Regions from separate parts of the Anas platyrhynchos genome. Here region 1 is linked to region 2. A link is a contact called in public Hi-C data. All regions are on one chromosome and are shown on one strand. Each heading gives the region's core, a stretch centred on a gene start, on an enhancer-like site or on the middle of the called end of the contact. The rest is flanking DNA. Distances are from core to core; before and after follow the strand shown. Region 1 overlaps CPEB3 (cytoplasmic polyadenylation element binding protein 3). Region 2 holds the start of MARCHF5 (membrane associated ring-CH-type finger 5).

Region 1 (3,556 bases), core at 691-3,190, 76 kb before region 2:
GAACATTAAATTTTGTGGGGTTGGTTGTTTTAAAAGACAAAAAAATCCTGTGTTAACAATATAACTAGAGCCTACGACATACCTAGAAAGACTGACCTACCCAAGAAAAAAAAGTTTGATCAACACACTTGCTAGCAAAATTGGAACTTGCATACCTAGCATTGGGGTAGATTAAAGATACAGTCCAAATAAGAAGTGAAATACTACCTAAGTAAAAGCATTGGTTTCCTCTCTGGGAGATGTAATTCTCTTAAAACAGTTCCCTAAAGCTATAAGTGCACTTCAACATCTTAGTTTTAGACTTTATAAAACTAATTAAATTGAGTACAAAAATAATTCTGCTACCACTTACGGATTCATTTTATTTTCCATCTATGCACTTGCTACATCTTCCTTACTCCATACCATCCCTTCTGATTAAATTTCATAATCAGAACAACAACTTTGTATAAATTATAGTTTCAGCACAGAAATTAAAGTTTCTTTTTCAGCCTTATAAAACATCCTAGTAAGAAAACCAGACCCTTAGCAAAGACTACCAGAGCATTACACCTCCAAAACCAACTGAGCATACTTCATAGTTCTGCCCCAATCCCTGACTTATATTTTACATGTTTTGTGAGACAGATTTACAGAAGATGCAGTACAGATCATTCTAGTACTATGAAATTCAAATAATAATACATTTACGTATATTTTGAAAGGATTTATACAATATATTTAAACCTTTATCTTCTGAGCAGACCACAAGATTTGAACTCCAAAAAGCAGAATTTTTGTCTATTCCAGCCTTTTATAAATCTTAAACCAGCGAAATCTCTGAATTTTGTTTAGCATAAAGTCAAAATCGAAATTGGGAAATTCTGGCTAATTACTTGGCAAAAATGCAGACAACAGCTTGGAATGCTTCTTTCTTCTATGAAGCTTTTCCAGGTTTTTCTGGGTCATAGTAAGAGGTTACCTCTGTGGTAGCTGGAGTTGACAGGCATTGTTGGATACACTAAATGATATGATCACAATTATGAACCAGATAAAATTATTTAAACTTTGGCTGCTAGATTACAGTCCAAATTAGTATGAATTAATTTTTCTAACCTGAGGCTAACACCAGCTGTGAGTTTTAGTTTAGTAAGTTAATACCTCCTCATTCCTCTGGACCTCTGTGACTGGAACACATTTGCCTGACTCTGAAGTCAGACAGGTAAATAGATTATGGCAGCAGTCTTCTGTTAATCTAGACAAGCAAGCAGGCTGGACCAGCAAAGTATACATGGTGCTCAGCATTACTTCAAAATGTGGTGATTGCACATCTGTTCTCATTATTCAAGGACTTTTGATACTGAAGATTAACGAAGGTTACACTGACATGAAAAATAACTAAATAACAGAAGTTCAAATGATAAAGGGCTCATGTAGAAGCTTATATGGACAAGAAAGATACTTAAAGCATAGTTGGTTTTCTGTTGTTTTGTTCCACACCCCACCAACTCCCCCTGTCAAAGAAAGAGAACTGATGAATTTTGGTAGCATGCTGTAGCATGACTGCATGTTACAGACAAACCTTACCAGTGACCTATTCTCATCTGAGCAGGCACTCAAGCTTAAGGGCTCAGGAGCCTACTCCTGACAAAGTAAACTAGGCAAGTTATTTGAAACCCCAGAAAATAGCAAGATACTTGACAACAGTAGAATATCCTATATACACAGATAGATAGCTTCTTGGCAGAGCAGAAACAATCTAGCTCCTTCTTTTGGCTATTGGTACAACATCATTGTAGTGCTGACAATATACATTGCACTTTGCAATCCACTGGAGAAGGACAACAGCATATTTTGCTATATGTCACTACAACTTCTAAAGGGGTACAGCAGAGAGAAGATGAAGAGAAAATTAATTGCCTTAGATTCTGAGGCACAGCCAACAAGCTCCTCATCCTTGAGTTCAAGGATTTGTTATTTTATGGAAAGCAGTACAAGAACTGAGCTGCTTTGTACATGTGCCATTCTGACATCTAAACAGCAACACAATTTCCATATGAAAGGATATTTTGTCCAGTTGGTCTAATTTCACTTAACCTTGCTGAGAACAAACAAGAAAATCTGGCATATGCACTGTGTCCCACAAGCTTTAAACAAGATTGTCATTTGAAATGCAAGTTATGCTTGAAACTACCGTATGATGCTACTATAGTCTGGAAAATATATTTTTGCAAGCATTGTCTAGGCTAGTGATGAATAATTATACACAAGGTCAAAGAGTATTTGAATACATATGCATGGCAGAGGTCTGCATATCACCTATCAATTTCTTATGTAATTGATCTCAAGTACATTATTTCCAAAATCCAGCCCACTTGCAAAATAAGATATAGAAATAATATTCAACACATTCATGTGTGTTCTCAGTTTTATAACACCGGTGGTGGGCAGTGAAACTAAGAACACGAAGAGGAGCACTTTCTCTTCTCTCTACATACTGCATAGTAAGCCAGGACAGCCTTTTGTAGTCACATCTATTTATCTCATATGCAGAATGGAAAGACCACTTAAACTTTAAAAAAAGTTAAACTACCTTTGAAGTAAACTTTCTTTCATTTTGTCTTTTAAAAGTTTACACAGTGTCTTTTCTGATTCTTTTCTGATGTTTTATAGTTTACAAGATTACAATAAAAAAAAATCTACCATGCACCTAAGATCTCATAATGTATTTCAATACATATCTGCCTCACATTATTATATAAAAAAAAATAAGATGGACTTAAACTTGCAAAGAAAGTTAATATTGTAGTTTCATATCTGTGGGTTTATTTTCTGTGGTTGAAAGGGCTACCTCAAAAAAGTAGCTTTAATGGATGTAATTTTATCATGAAATATCAATAGCATTCCCCCCCCCTAGATTTTTTAAAATATCTTTAAATTTAATTACATTTGTATTTACTAGAACTTTTAGAATAAACTTGTTTTAAAGTCCACAGTAAAGGAACATTCAGAAACAGTATGAACCAAATTACTAAATCAGTTAATGTGATGACAAAGGGTTGTTGCTCAAAGTCACCATTAGTAATCTTATTAGAAGGTGCTTTGAACATGAATAAAACACATTTCTAAATCCAAAGATGAAATGACTATTAAAAATTAAACTGATTTTTGAAAAAATAAAAATCCAAGTTGTTGGAAAAAAACAAAGCGCAGACTTTCTTCTATACATTGCAGTGACATGACTGGATTTTCAAGACGACATCAAAGGCTTTAAATACTTAAGAAACCTCAAAATAGAAACGACCATAATCTCACTTAGCTACTGCAGAAGAGTGAAATTATGTGTTAGTCAGGACTGCAAAGACTTCTTTTAGGCAGTCTAATTTTAAATGGAAGCATATGACACTGTCAGCTGATTCTTTTCTCTAAAAACCCAAAAGGTAAGAAATGTTAACAGTTTTGTATCTTACAACTAGACTCTTATTCATTTTTATGTGTTTTTCATGAGTACTAGACTGAGTCTGAGTAATCTGATATTTAAGAAATTTCCCATATGCCACATTAAAGACAGGTTTTG
Region 2 (4,123 bases), core at 1,051-3,550:
GCAGAAATTGCCAATGCAAAGAAGAAAGCATGAAAAATAAAAGTGGAAAGAAAAGGAGGAGAAAAAGGGGATGAAGGAGAGTTAATTGAAGGAGAAGATTGTTGGAATGAATAAAGAAAGCACTTGAGTAGAGCAGCTGCATATCCGGTCTTGCTAGGGGGAAGAAATGAGGATGGAATGACAACTCTTGCTCTCTCAGGGAATAAGGAGAGTTCTCTCAAATTTAGAAGCAGTTGGTTATGTACATATTTTAATGTCACACTTTGATTCCAAGAAGACAAATTAAGAACCCATACCCCAAGCTGTCCAATTAAGTCTTGAAAAATGAAAAGGCACAAAGCAGTTTCTGGGTTCCAGGACTTTTCAGCTATTTATAGGATGTTACAAGGTCTGCCATTATGATTTTGTATTTCACGTTTGCAAAGAAACATAATGTACAAACCTAGCAAGCATTTACTATTTGACTTTATATTCAAGATTTGATCAGTCTCCTCAATCCTCCCTACCCAACAGAGGTAAAGCAAAGCAGCATGGTAGCCAGGTGATTCTGGATTCTGGTTACATTTCTTCAGGTAACTATTGCTCACAGTCATTACTGCTGAACCTGATCTCACAGCTTTATCCTAAATGTCAGGCAGCTAGCACATCCTCTCAATCCCAGAACAGAAATACAGAAATTACACAAATCACAAAGTCCTATGAAGCCAGCATCCCTGCTTTGATTTCTAAGGTTTAAAAATCAATATATAAAACCTAAGCATTTGGCTGGCCTATCTGATTAGTGCTTTGGCCAGTAGACACTTGACTTATTGCAAAGATTGGGAATTGGGAACTTTGATACCTAATATTGCTCTTATATTTCACAAAGAGCTGTAATTGGGAAAGCATTCATTAGGTTCTCTTCCAGGAAGCCATGCCCATATGGTTTATTCAGGCCCCTGTACGTCCAAAACTTCTCAGCAGAGCAAGCAAAATTGAATTTTACTGTCCCAAGACTAAATACAAAATACAGTTTCTGGGACAGGATGTCAGCACGCTGTCTTCTTCCTATAAGTAGCATTTACATCAACATAGCTTCTTTAGCAATCCTGCTTATGTCTAGCAATTAGAAAATAAACAGCACCTTCCCTACTCTATACGTATAATACAGCTTACAAGTCCAAGTCCAGTTATTAAAGGATAAATAGAAAATAAGATCAGGGAAAAATAAGGTCAGGCACAAGTTGGGAAAACAGAATAACGTACATAAAACCAGGTCTAATGCATTCTGAGCTGAGGGACCAACTGTGTAACCAACCTCTACATTTGTATTATTCTATAATCTACAATGGAGCAATACTTCATTTTTTAATGCACGCTTTTACAACACTTTTCTCTCACCAAGGACTCTCCAAACCGGGCTGGTTTTCCCCTCACGAAGGCAGCAGGGCTGAAGAATGCTGTTCTACCCGGCCCGTGGAGCAGCACCCAGCCACCAGGCCAATTCTGCTCCCCTCAGCACAGAGCAGGTGTGCAGCCAGTCAGTGCCATGTCCAGTAACTGTGGTGTAACAAAGTAACCTTGTCATTTACACAAGGTTTCAGGAACTAGTTACATGTAGCAGATCTCACTGCAAGAGCTAAACATTTAATATATGTATAGACACGGGTATATAAATATATAAACGCACATAAAACTGAAAAGGAAAGCCCAGAGCTGGTCGTTACTGACAGACCATCCTAAGAATCCGGAATGCTCTAACTGCCCTGTGACGACGGACTTAGTAGCACCTCAGGATGACCCCCGCGGTCGGCAGCACACCCGCCGCCGGTAGCCCCGCGGCCACCGGCCCCACCGAGCCCTCGCACCCCGGGGCCGGGCCGGGAGCCGCCCGCCCCTTGCACCTGCCGGGGCGGCGGGGAGCCTCCTTCCCCAGGGCGCAGGGGCGGCCTCGCCCTGCTCACGGCTGTGAGGTGAGGAGGAGACGGCGGGGCTGCGCCGCCCCCCTCAGCCGCTGAGGAGAGTAACGGTCGCTGCGCGAGGACGAGGAGGGCGGGAGCCGCCTCACGGGGCTGGGCCGTTACGGAGGGCGCGCGGCCAGTGCCGCCTCGTGCCCCCCCCGCCCGCACACACCTGCACGCGAGAGCGGTCCCGCGGCCCGTACCTGCCCCGCGCGCGGTGCCGGGCGGCCACTACGCGACGGCAGCGAGGAGCGGCATGGGGCGGGCGGCGGGCAGGGGGCGCGCCCCGCCGGACCTTTAAACGGCCGCAGGGCAGGCGGGTGGCGGCAGGACTACACTTCCCGGCGGGCCTCCGGAGCCCTGCCCGCGGCTTAGGGCGCAGGCGCGGCGGTAGGGAGGTGGCGGCGGGCGGTGCGGCTGCGCCCGGCCTTTACCTCACAGAGGCGTCGGCGTCGCCACCGCCTCTCTTCAGCGCTCGGCAGCGCGGCCCCGGCCCCCTGAGCGCGCGGCCCGCCCAGGTCGGTGCGCGGCGGGAGGGCGGCTCCGGCTCCTCGCTCCTTGTTCCCCTTCCTCGGGGCCGCCTTTGTCGGGGCCGCGGGGCCCGGGGCGGCCATGTCGGAGCAGCCGGGCCTGGCCCTGCAGCAGACCATGGACAGGTATGGGGAGGGGGGCGGCTGAGGGACCCCCGGGACGAGCTTGGGTCGCGGGGGCTGGTGCGAGGGGCAGGGCTGTCTGCTGTCGGGGAGGACCCGCAGTGGGGCAAGCTCTGGCGTAAATCAGTGTGAAATGTGGCGGGCGCCGGCCTGGTGTCGTTATCGCTAGGGCTCAGGAGGGCTGCGGTGTCGCCGCGGGGTGTGCGAGGGTTGCTCTGGAGGCTTTCGGGCCAGAGGAGGAGGGCAGGGATGGAAGGGCGCTGGGGGTCTGGGGAAGGCTGCCCAGGTCCTGCTAAGCATTGACGTGCTCGTGGTGGAGAGCACCCAAAGGTGAGCTCGGCTTACCTCGGCCTCACGTGGTGTGCTGCTGGTTTTATGGTCTCTAGAGAAAGATTATGGTCGCCTTTTGGAGCGCTGTTAAAAGGTACATCCTGTAAACTGCTGTGACTTAAGGTTAGGGGAGGAAGGACGTTTACTCTTCTTAGGCTTGTTTTCTCTTTATGGCTTCATCTGCTTATGTAGCATTTTCACCATGTTGTGCTGAGGGCTTAAGATTCCTGATGTACAGCCTTGAGTCATCCAGGAAGCCCTTAAGACTTTCCTCTATAAACATCAAAATAAATAACCTGTTATTTAGCAGGTGTGATAGCCAGCTATTTCAGAAGGTGGGGACCCACAAGGAGTCAGTCTTCTGCTGATAACACCTGTCAAGCTTTAAGCACAAGGAAGCAAAAAACCCTGGTGTTTTTTCTCCTTTTCAGGTCACCCCTAAGGAAAAAAGGATTTAGCGAAGTGCAGGCTGTCATCAGGCAAATGATGGAGACATAAAGCTATGTGAGGCAGGGGCAGAGCTTGCACAGCTTGGAAGGTGAGGATGATGAGGAATTTCAGTTTCTTTCAAAATGAAGATAAAAGTGAGTTGTTGTGGGGGAGAGAAATATTTTTATTTTTTTTACTTTATTTTAGGAAAACTGGAGAATTGAGTTTATAATTTAAAACAATAACTGTCAAGGAGGCTAGGAGTCAGGAACTAGAAATGTTTTTGCAAGAAGCAACAGGAAGGAGGTAGTTTTACAAGTATTATCAAGAAAGTAGTTAGAGTTTTTCTGTGAATCTAGGGAATAAAAGGGAAGAGGGTTAAGACAAAATAAGGGGGAGGATGATGGCAGAGCTATTATGTAGGAAGAGGGAAGAATGAAGATCATGAGTGGAAGAATAGTCTCAGACGAATTGATTCTGCAACAAATAAAACTCATTTCCATCATGAAGTTTGTAGTCTGATGGTACATAGCATGCTGTTATTTTGGAGGCAAAGGAAACAGGGATATTCTGAATGGATGCCCTACTGTCTATGGCTGTTTTATCATATTGCGAAGTCCCAATTAAGCATTTTGGGGTATGTCTGTGAGGTGGTATTTGTTTGTGTAGTAAATCAGTGTAATGGTGATGACTAACTGAAAACTGAAGCCTTTCTCTTGTATTTTTAACAGTACTTGGGACTGTCATGCAGAAGGCTGCAGAAATCACAAA

The links. Hi-C and Micro-C count contacts between places; a contact is called where the count stands out from the background.
Region 1: a contact with region 2 is called in a Hi-C map of skeletal muscle, with 2.6 times the contacts expected there. The contact joins the enhancer-like site here to the promoter of MARCHF5 in region 2. A contact is called at or near these places in 2 of 8 Hi-C or Micro-C datasets (liver and skeletal muscle).

What each region holds. Positions count from the first base shown.
Region 1 is chr6:25,310,320-25,313,875 of IASCAAS_PekinDuck_T2T, reverse strand. All of the region lies in intron 7 of CPEB3 (cytoplasmic polyadenylation element binding protein 3), which reads right to left. Among named protein-coding and RNA genes, the nearest start is that of CPEB3, 76 kb to the right of the region's middle. Within about 2 kb of position 1,940, at least 1 of the 8 cell types and tissues checked has an H3K27ac peak or open chromatin away from gene starts, as enhancers often do.
Region 2 is chr6:25,233,850-25,237,972 of IASCAAS_PekinDuck_T2T, reverse strand. It overlaps MARCHF5 (membrane associated ring-CH-type finger 5), which reads left to right and starts at 2,300. Exons shown (of 6, transcript XM_038181140.2): 1 at 2,300-2,596. The coding sequence starts at 2,553. It overlaps CPEB3 (cytoplasmic polyadenylation element binding protein 3), which reads right to left and starts at 2,286. Exons shown (of 11, transcript XM_072039645.1): 1 at 2,144-2,286.